Regions from separate parts of the Ovis aries genome. Here region 1 is linked to region 2. Evidence: chromatin contacts called from public Hi-C data. All regions are on one chromosome and are shown on one strand. Each heading gives the region's core, a stretch centred on a gene start, on an enhancer-like site or on the middle of the called end of the contact. The rest is flanking DNA. Distances are from core to core; before and after follow the strand shown.

Region 1 (4,703 bases), core at 183-2,682, 54 kb after region 2:
GACCAACCTAGATAGCATATTCAAAAGCAGAGACATTACTTTGCCAACAAAGGTCCGTCTGATCAAGGCTATGGTTTTTCCAGTGGTCATGTATGGATGTGAGAGCTGGACTGTGAAGAAAGCTGAGTGCTGAAGAACTGATGCTTTTGAAGTGTGCTGTTGGAGAAAACTCTTGAGAGTCCTTGGACTGCAAGGAGATCCAACCAGTCCATCCTGAAGGAGATTAGCCCTGGGATTTCTTTGGAGGGAATGATGCTAAAGCTGAAACTCCAGTACTTTGGCCACCTCATGCCAAGAGCTGACTCATTGGAAAAGACTCTGATGATTGGGGATTGGGAGCAGGAGGAGAAGGGGACGACAGAGGATGAGATGGCTGGATGGCATCACTGACTCGATGGATGTGAATCTGAGTGAACTCCGGGAGTTGGTGATGGACAGGGAGGCCTGGCGTGCTGCGATTCATGGGGTCGCAAACAGTTGGACGTGACTGAGGGACTGAACTGAACTGAACTGAACTGAATGACTGAGGCTAGAAAAGATTACATAAATGTCTTCCTATCACATATATTTCATCCATTTGATTCTCAGAATAGAAAGTAAGTTTATATTTTTTAAAATTAAAAACAAAAATTTTTTGACCCCACCGCCAGGCATGCGGGATCTTAGTTCTCAAACCAGAGATAAAATTTATGTCCTCTGAAGTGGCTGGCTGGCAGTTTTAACCACTGGACCGCTAACGAAGTCCTAAGCTTACATTTTTAATTTTAAAAAAGCCCTTAAAGCTCCAGAAGAGTCTCTCCTATCACTCAATAGTCAAAGTAAGCTAGCTAGACCGCTTGGGCTTTTCCCAACAGAGCCCCTAGCGAGCCATCGCCTCCCACGCTCCCTATCAGCCCGCCCCTGTTCTCTGACCGCGTCTTCAGCCCCACCTGGACCTCCGCCTCCACCCCGCCCCCGGCCCGCCCCCGGCCCGCCCCCGGGTCGCCCCGGCCCGCCCCACCCCACCCTGCCCCCTGCCCCGCCCCGCCCCGGCCCCCGCTCCGCCCCCGGCCCGGCCCCCGGCCCCTGCTCCGCCCCCGGCCCCGCCCCCGCCCCGCCCCGCCCCTGCCCCCGCCCCGGCCCCGGCCCCTGCTCCGCCCCTGCCCCGCCCCGGCCCGGCCCCCGACCCCGCCCCGCTCCGCCCCGGGGCCGGCCCGGCCCCCGCCCCCGGCCCCCCGGCCCGGCCCCCGCCCCCGCCCCCCCCCCCCCGCCCCCCCGGCCCCCCGCCCCCCCCCCCGCCCCCGGCCCGGCCCCCCTCCTTTCTCTCTCAGTCCGTTTCCTCAGCAGTTGTTCTCTCCCTACCCCTCAGCGCGGCGCAGTGGAAAAGGCCTGCTCTGGGCCTCTCTAGCCCTCTGGAGGACTTGCCGTCTGTTTCTGGAGGCTTCCGGCGGCGGTAGGCGGGCCTGGCCTGAAGAGCCGCGCCGAGGGGGCTGCTCAGTCAGCGCGGATTTGGCTCGGGAGTTTTGGCAATGGGGCTGCAGGAGTTGTGCAGACTCATGTCGAGGTGAGTAAGCGAGCGGCTAAGGACAGCCTCGTCAGTTGCGCTTGCCGGGATGAAAAAGGTTGGGAGTGGGGACTGTCTGGCCTTGAAGTTTCTCGTCGCCTTTGGAGACGGCAGCTCTCAGACCCGACTCGCGCGGATCATCCCTCTACCCACCTCCTCCGAGTGTCGCCTTACTCCTTCTAGCACCATCCTCTCAGCATCGCCTTCGTTTTCTGCCTCTCTGACTCTTAGGCAGCCTTGACCCCCGTTCCTTTCCTTCTTTAGTTGAGGAAGTTTGGGGGACACGCAGTTTCAACTTGGAGGAATTTTGTGGCATTTTTGGTGCTGGTGACAAACATTCGTGCTTTGCTAGGTGTCTTTGTGCTCGTGGTGTGACTACTGTCACATGATTCCAGCGTTGGTATAGGTGTCTGAAACTTTGAGCCGTGTGTTGCGCACACACAGCTTGCCTTGGGGAATATGTGTGCAAACGTTTAACTTTTGAAAGTTCTGCTCAATGCCACTTGAGCTCAGCTGAGAAAATCTGGTAGCTATCACTGTAGGCAGGCAGTTAGGCTGCAGCAGTCCTGAGACCGTTTGCCTGCCCCCCCGTGCATTAAAAGGTAGCAGATGGGACCACTTGAAGGGAGAACCATTAATTTGCCTAACGGCTGAAATTTCTGGGGTTTTAAACCTTGGCGTTTGCCTTGGGGAAAAGAGATGGGAGTGGTTTTTTGATTTAAGGCTAGTTGAAATGGCAACCCACTCCAGTATCCTTGCCTTGAAAATTCCATGGATGAGGGGCCTGGGAGGCTATAGTCCATGGAGTCGCAAAGAGTTGGATACGACTGAGCGGCTTCACTTCACTTTTAGGGCTTCAGAGGGGGCTTCCCAGGCGGCGCTAGTGGTCAGAAACCCACCTGCTTGTGCAGGAGACAGAAGAGACCACGGGTTCAATACCTGGGTGGGGAAGAACTCCTGAAGGAGGAAATGGCAACCCACTCCAGTGTTCTTGCCTAGAGAATCCCATGGACAGAGAAGACTGGCGGGTTGTAGTCCATAGGGTCGCAAAGAGTCGGACACGACTAAAGCGACTTCGCATGCACAGCTTTAGAGCGATGTGTCTTGTCTTAACATTGAATCTGTGGGCCTGGGGCTTCCCATGTGCCGCTATTGGTAAAGAACCCGCCTGCCAGTGCAGGAGACATAAGAGAAGTGAGTTTGATCCCTGGGTCTGGAAGATACTCTGGAGGAGGGGATGGCAACCCACTCCAGTATTCTTGCCTGGAGAATCTGATGGGCAGAGGAGCCTGATGGGCTGATAGTCCGCAAGGTAGCAAAAAGTTGGACACGACTGAAGGGACAGCATGAATGCACGCTGAGGACCTGGTGTTCAGTATTTGCGGGGGGCGGGGCGGGGGGGGGGAATAGAAGAGTTGCTTTTGTTCTCTCTTTGTGGTTATTTTTTAAAAAATTTATTTACTTGTTTATTTTTATACCTTGAAATTATTTGTCCCTGTGGCTCTAACTAGCTCACAGAGAGACTTGGCAGATATAAAGAAAATAATCACTGCTGCTGTTTTTTTGAAGCTGTAAACAAATACCAGATTGTTTGAGAAACAAATTGGGAAGGCATATTTGTTAACAAAATTAAATGACTTGGGAAAGACTTTGTTACTCCCAGAGTTCAGGTTGGCTTTGTTCCTCCCAGTATTGCAAGGTGCACTAATTAGGCAAATCCTGGATCCGTTTGGGGGTTTTGCTCAGAGATGCATTTTCCAGGGGTAGGTCTGGTGTGGGTATTACCCTAGCAAAGCAGAGAATGGAGGCCAGTATCATCCAGTCTATCACAATGTAGTCTACAAATATACTAAGTAACAGGGTGCCACAGTTTTCTGAGAGGAAGTAGGGTCTCTGTGCTGTGGTTGACATTGTTGTCCAGTCCTTGAAGTCTGGCTACCCTTGGCTTTTCGGCCAGTGTCTTGCTTTCCTAGTACCACTGTCCACTATTTATCTTGCCCTGGTGCCAATACAGCCCTTGGAATTTGTCATCATTATTCCCCAATAAAGTACCTCTCTCTGAAGATAACTCTCAGGTTTGTATGACTAACCCTAGTTTATCCTGAGCTCCAGTACTATTCACAAACACCTGAATGTCTTCTTTGCACCTCAAATGTACATTTGAACGTAACTGCAACCCTTGTTCCACCTCTGCACTTTCAACTTCTTAGTACTGTCCATCCTTTTAGATTCCTAAAGTTATCTAACTTCTCCCATATGCTCAATCCTTATCTCTTCCTGCTCATATGAATTTGAACCCTCTTCTCATGTTCATTTTGTGGAAACTTGATTTATCTCTTGTTGTTCAGTCGCCAAGCTGTGTCTGGCTTTTTGTGACCCCCATGGACTGCAGCTCTTCAGACTTCACTGTCCTTCACCATCTCCCCGAGTTTACTCAAACTCATATCCATTGAGTTGGTGATGCCATCCAACCATCTAATCCTCTGTTGTCCCCTTTTCCTCCTACTTTCAGTCTTTCCCAGCATCAGGATCTTTTCCAGTGAGTCAGCTCTTGAATCAGGTGGCCAAAGTATTGGAGTCTCAGCTTCAGCATCAGTCCTTCCAGTGAATATTCAGGACTGATTTCCTTGAGGATGGACTGGTTTGATCTTGCAGTCCAAGAGACTCGCAAGAGTCTTCTCCAGCACTACAGATCAAAAGCATCAATTCTTTGGCACTCAGCCTTCTTTATGATACAACTCACATCCATACGTGACTGCTGATTTATCTCTTATCTCTTTGCAAGGTGAATAGTTTCTGCACATGGCTGTCGTGTTAATCTTGTGAAAGTTTACTTCAGTGCCATCCATTTCTGTGCTCAGAAGCTTTCAGAGGTGTCCTCTTAGCTATGGCGACCTCCTTCAAAAGATCCCATGCATGTACTGTTACATTCACTGCCCCCAACCCTGCAGCAGGCCACTACCACCGACCCACGCCTCCACTGGAGACTCCTGGACACTCTCGGGCAAGTGTGGGTCAGTCTCATGTGGGGTCACTGCCCCTTTCTTCTGGGTCCTGGTGCACGAAAGGTTCTGTTCGTGCCCTCCAACAGTCTTTTTCCCAGTCCTGTGTAAGTTCTGGCGGCTCTATGGTGGGGTTAATGGCAAGAGTGAATGTTGAC
Region 2 (4,446 bases), core at 30-2,529:
TGACTTTCTGTTTCTACTCTTCCTTTGCATTTAGCACTTACAGAAAAAATAAAACAGAACTGCGGTACAAGAAGGAAGCTGTCAGAAACTTTTGTCTGCGTTTTCCTACTTTTCGGAATGTGCGTTTGACCTTTTCTGCCGTGGAGTGGGCAGGGCTGCTTCTTCGCTGAGTGTGCGGTGCATGCTCAGTTGCTCAGTCATGTCCAACTCTTTTACGACCCAATGGATTGTAGCCCGCCAGGCTCCTCTGTCCATGGGATTTCCCAGGCAAGAATACTGGAGTGAGTTGCTATTTCCTTCTGCAGGGGATCTTCCCAACCCATATCTCTTAGGTCTCCTGCGTTGGCAGGCGGGTTCTTTACCGCTGCACCACTGGGGAAGCCTGAATAATTAGTGTGTGTGTGTGTTAGTCGCTCAGTTGTGTCCAACTCTTTGTGACCCCGTGCACTGTAGCCCTCTGCAGGCTCCTCTGTCCATGGGGTTCTCCAGGCAAGAATACTGGAGTGGGTTGCCATTTCCTTCGCAGGGGATCTTCCTGACTAGGGATCAAGCCCATGTCTCCTGCATCTCCTAAATTAGCAGGTGAATTCTTTACCACTTGAGCCACCTGGTAAGTCCCTATTTCTGTGTGCTAGCTGTGTTTAAGGCTGGTTACAGCTACATGTTCTGGGCCATGCAAGCAGGACAAGGAATTATGAGCAGCTGCTATGGACTAGGCTAAGCAGACTCCTTCAGGGGATGGCTAAGCAACGAACTGAAAGCGGAGACTTGACAGTTTATCTGCCTGCTGAGCACTCAACAGAGGCAAAAGGTGAGTCTGAAAAGAGGGGGCAGTAAGCCCCTAGGCAAATTGCCAGGATCAAGAGTCCCAGAGATTTCTCACAAGTCTCAAGACACCAATAACTGTTTTTATGTGTCTTATATTCTCATCTGTGCCTTTTTAATAGGCAGGAAGTTCCCTTTATCATCTTGGTTGTTGCTGTTATTTAGATGCTAAGTTGTGTCCAACTCTTTGCAACCCCATGGACTATAGTCCACCAGGATCCTCTGCCCATGGAAATTCCCAGGCAAGAATACTGGAGTGGGATGCCATTTCCTTCTCCAGGGGATCTTCCTGACCCAAGGATTTAACCCACGTCTCCTGCATTGGCTGGTACATTCTTTAACGCTGAGCCACCAGGGAAGCCTTACCATCTCGACAAATGTATTTATGCACTCTTCATTCTTTGGGGGATGAAGTGGCTAAGTACGTCAGAAGTAGATGAGTGTAGCTAAGGGTTGAAAACATCTGCTCTTAAATGTCACGAGACCTTAGTGAATAGAACAAAGGATGTGTGATCAGAGGTCAGATGAAGACAGAAGCCTGGATGACTCATTTGGCCCGGGTGATCGAGATTGCTAGATGTCCTCTAATGCCCGGCTCCTAACTCCCAGGGTGATAAAAAGCCTGGTTTTCAGTTGAGCACATGGTTACTCCAAATGGAGACTTTCTACGTGCAGTCACGTGGCTAGGTTCTGGTCAGTGATGTGAAAAACTGCCCTTCCCTTCTTTGTCTTCTCCTCTGTCTTGCTGCCTAAAATGCAGAATCTGTTGTCTTAGACCTGAGAAGGGTCATGGTCTGGGGTTGGGAGAGCAGTGAGATGGAAGGAGTGTGACTCCCTGAGGACTTTGGGGTGGAGCCTCCTTTCAGCTCTGGACTGCTCACCAAATACTTTTGATCTTATTTAAGCCATTGTTATTTAGGCATTTTGCCACTCACAGTTAAACCTAATGCTACTGATGCAAAGTATTACTGCAAACTTATCCTGGCTGCACTTCTTCTAGACAGACGGGCTAACTTATAGGACTTTATACTCAGACTCAAAGATCTGCTTTTTCATACTCCCATCATTATAACACAGCCAAAAGCCCTTTATACAATATGTATCCTTTGGCATGTCAAAATCTCATGCAGAGAGCCTATAACTAGGGGCTTAGAAGTCAGAGCAAAAAATTAGCAATACACAAAGTGCATTAGAAGAGTTGACTCATTGGAAAAGACTTGATGCTGGGAGGGATTGGGAGCAGGAGGAAAAGGGGACGACAGAGGATGAGATGGCTGGATGGCATCACTGACTCGATGGACTTGAGTCTGAGAGAACTCCGGAAGTTGGTGATGGACAGGGAGGCCTGGCGTGCTTCAATTCATGGGGTCGCAAAGAGTTGGACACGACTGAGCAACTGAACTGAACTGAACCTTTAGAACCCTACTCAACATGGCTGCCAGCCCTCAGGAGCAGTTGAATTGAGACTGGCATGATGGTTAAGTGGAAGCATGTGGCTAGTGTAGAGAGTGACAGGTATATTTGGAAGGTTGAGCCAAGAGGATCTCCTGAGTGACTGGATATGGTCTGTAGGAGCAAGAGAGGAACCAACACTGACCTGGCTTCCCAGGGACTGCTCTTATTGATGTGCAGGGGGCTCTCTTTTTATCATCCTCTATTTAAGCAACCTAGCAGATTCATCTGTCTGCCAGCCTCCTGCAAAACCACGCTGGCTGATGCACAAGACACTCGATCTTGGCAACCAACAGGCTACTCTTTGGAGCACCCCTCCATCACAACCCCCAACTCCACTCCCATCAACTGAGTTGTATGTTTGCTTAGACTGACTGACTTCATTCAAAAATCATATTTCCATGGTATCTTTAATAACAGATTAAGTATAATGTAAAATGAATTTGAAAACAAAGAATTTAAGGCTTTGAAAGTATTGATATAAATGAGTCTTAAGAATTTACTGAGTATGAGACAATTGTAAAGATAGAGGGGAAAAAAATGAAAATCCAGAATGATTATGTTGTCAGACTACATGGCAAATATTTTTTAACTTCTTCCTCTAAAGAAATCAGAGCCTGAGAATTCCCTGGTGGAACAGTGATTAGGAATCGGTACTTTCACTGCCAGGTCAGGTTTGGTCCCTGGTGGGGGAACCAAGATCTGGTAAGTCACACTGCACAGCCAAAAAGAAAGAAATCAGACCTACAGATCACCTTCCCACAGGTGTGGTTAATGCTAGACCAGCACGCACATGCTCAAGGAAGGGCCTTAGCTTTCTGGCAAAGGTTGACAACGGATATGTGCAACGGATGTTTACAGAATATATTGGATTCTCTGTTCTATCCAGTTTTCCCCCCAGTAAGCTGGCACAGTGATAGATCACATAAATAAATAGATCACATTGAAGATGACTGTTTTCACTGCATTGTTATTGATAATTTACATATTCTGAAAATGTTTATGTGCAAAACATGCTTTTTCTTGAACTATATTCTATTTTTCCATTCTGATGAATATCAGGCAGCACTAGTTTCTGGGGTTTGGTTTCTAATGTGTCTTGTGAAGAATGAACTCACTTTGACTTAAAAATCAACCTTTATAATTAGAATATATAGCTCGAGGACCCATGAGCAATCACAAAGCATGCACAGACTTTAAAAACTATGTAACTTTTTCACTAAATAAGTCGTTTAATCTGCTGTGTGCAACGAGATACCTTTAAATAGCCTCCAATTAAAATAAATAAATTAAAAAAATAAACTAAAAGTTTGACTTACCATGATTCCTTTGTAATTGCAGAAAACCAGAGGATGCTGCAGAAAATCTTTTGGCCTCAAGAGGGCGTAGGGCAGAAAGGAGATGGCTGAGAGTTTGGTCTCTGCAGATGGTGGAACCATCATCTCCTCAACCAGGGCTGCTAAAGAGATAGGAAAAAGAGGTCTCACCCACCTCAGAGGACATTCAACATGGGATTCTAGTAGACCAACGACTGTATATATTTAACTCTGGTTTTTGAAGTGTAATAAACACCATGCAAAAACTACTATCCTCTCCTGTCTTACCGACAGAAGTAAGAGTTATGTTAGGTGAGAGTATTAGAGGGCACTAGAGACATAATTAGTGGCAGAATCAGAGAGTTAGAATGAGAGAATAAGAATATAAATTTGAGAGAGTTTCAGAACGTGTGTATGAGTGTGGATGTGTCTGAGTGTGAGAGTACATGAGTAGGATGGAGCCATCGGGGCTCCGGGCTTTAATTCTTGTAAGAAACACAGCGTCACTGAAAGCACATGAACATGGCCAAATTACGCTTCAAATTCATAGTTCTAAATGTTCTGCCAAAGGCTATATCTGAAGATTTTTGTTCCAGACAGGAAACAAAACTAAGCACAACCCCCTTTGCTCTCCCTAATATTTCAGTGACATTAACTTATCACCTCTAAACTCATGTTCTAAAGAGCTTTATTAACTGAGCAGGAATTTTTCCTGTCTTCAATATTTTACTGAAGCGTTTCAAGCAGCAATAATCACACAAAATCCTCTATAAAGAATCTCACACATTTAACTGCTGCATGAATATCATTCATTTATTAGCATTATGAACACATAATGGAAAAATGCTCCCCC

The links. A called contact is a pair of places that touch in the nucleus more often than the background predicts.
Region 1: a contact with region 2 is called in a Hi-C map of mixed tissues, with 5 times the contacts expected there. The contact joins the promoter of HIBCH here to the enhancer-like site in region 2. A contact is called at or near these places in 4 of 16 Hi-C or Micro-C datasets (blood, liver, mixed tissues and 1 more).

What each region holds. Positions count from the first base shown.
Region 1 is chr2:118,986,957-118,991,659 of ARS-UI_Ramb_v3.0, forward strand. HIBCH (3-hydroxyisobutyryl-CoA hydrolase) reads left to right here and starts at 1,433. Exons shown (of 15, transcript XM_060409637.1): 1 at 1,433-1,543.
Region 2 is chr2:118,933,597-118,938,042 of ARS-UI_Ramb_v3.0, forward strand. LOC132659191 (a long non-coding RNA gene) reads left to right here. Exons shown (of 2, transcript XR_009599267.1): 2 at 3,619-3,862. INPP1 (inositol polyphosphate-1-phosphatase) reads right to left here. Exons shown (of 7, transcript XM_027964711.3): 7 at 4,386-4,446. Among named protein-coding and RNA genes, the nearest start is that of INPP1, 32 kb to the right of the region's middle. Within about 2 kb of position 1,280, at least 4 of the 54 cell types and tissues checked have an H3K27ac peak or open chromatin away from gene starts, as enhancers often do.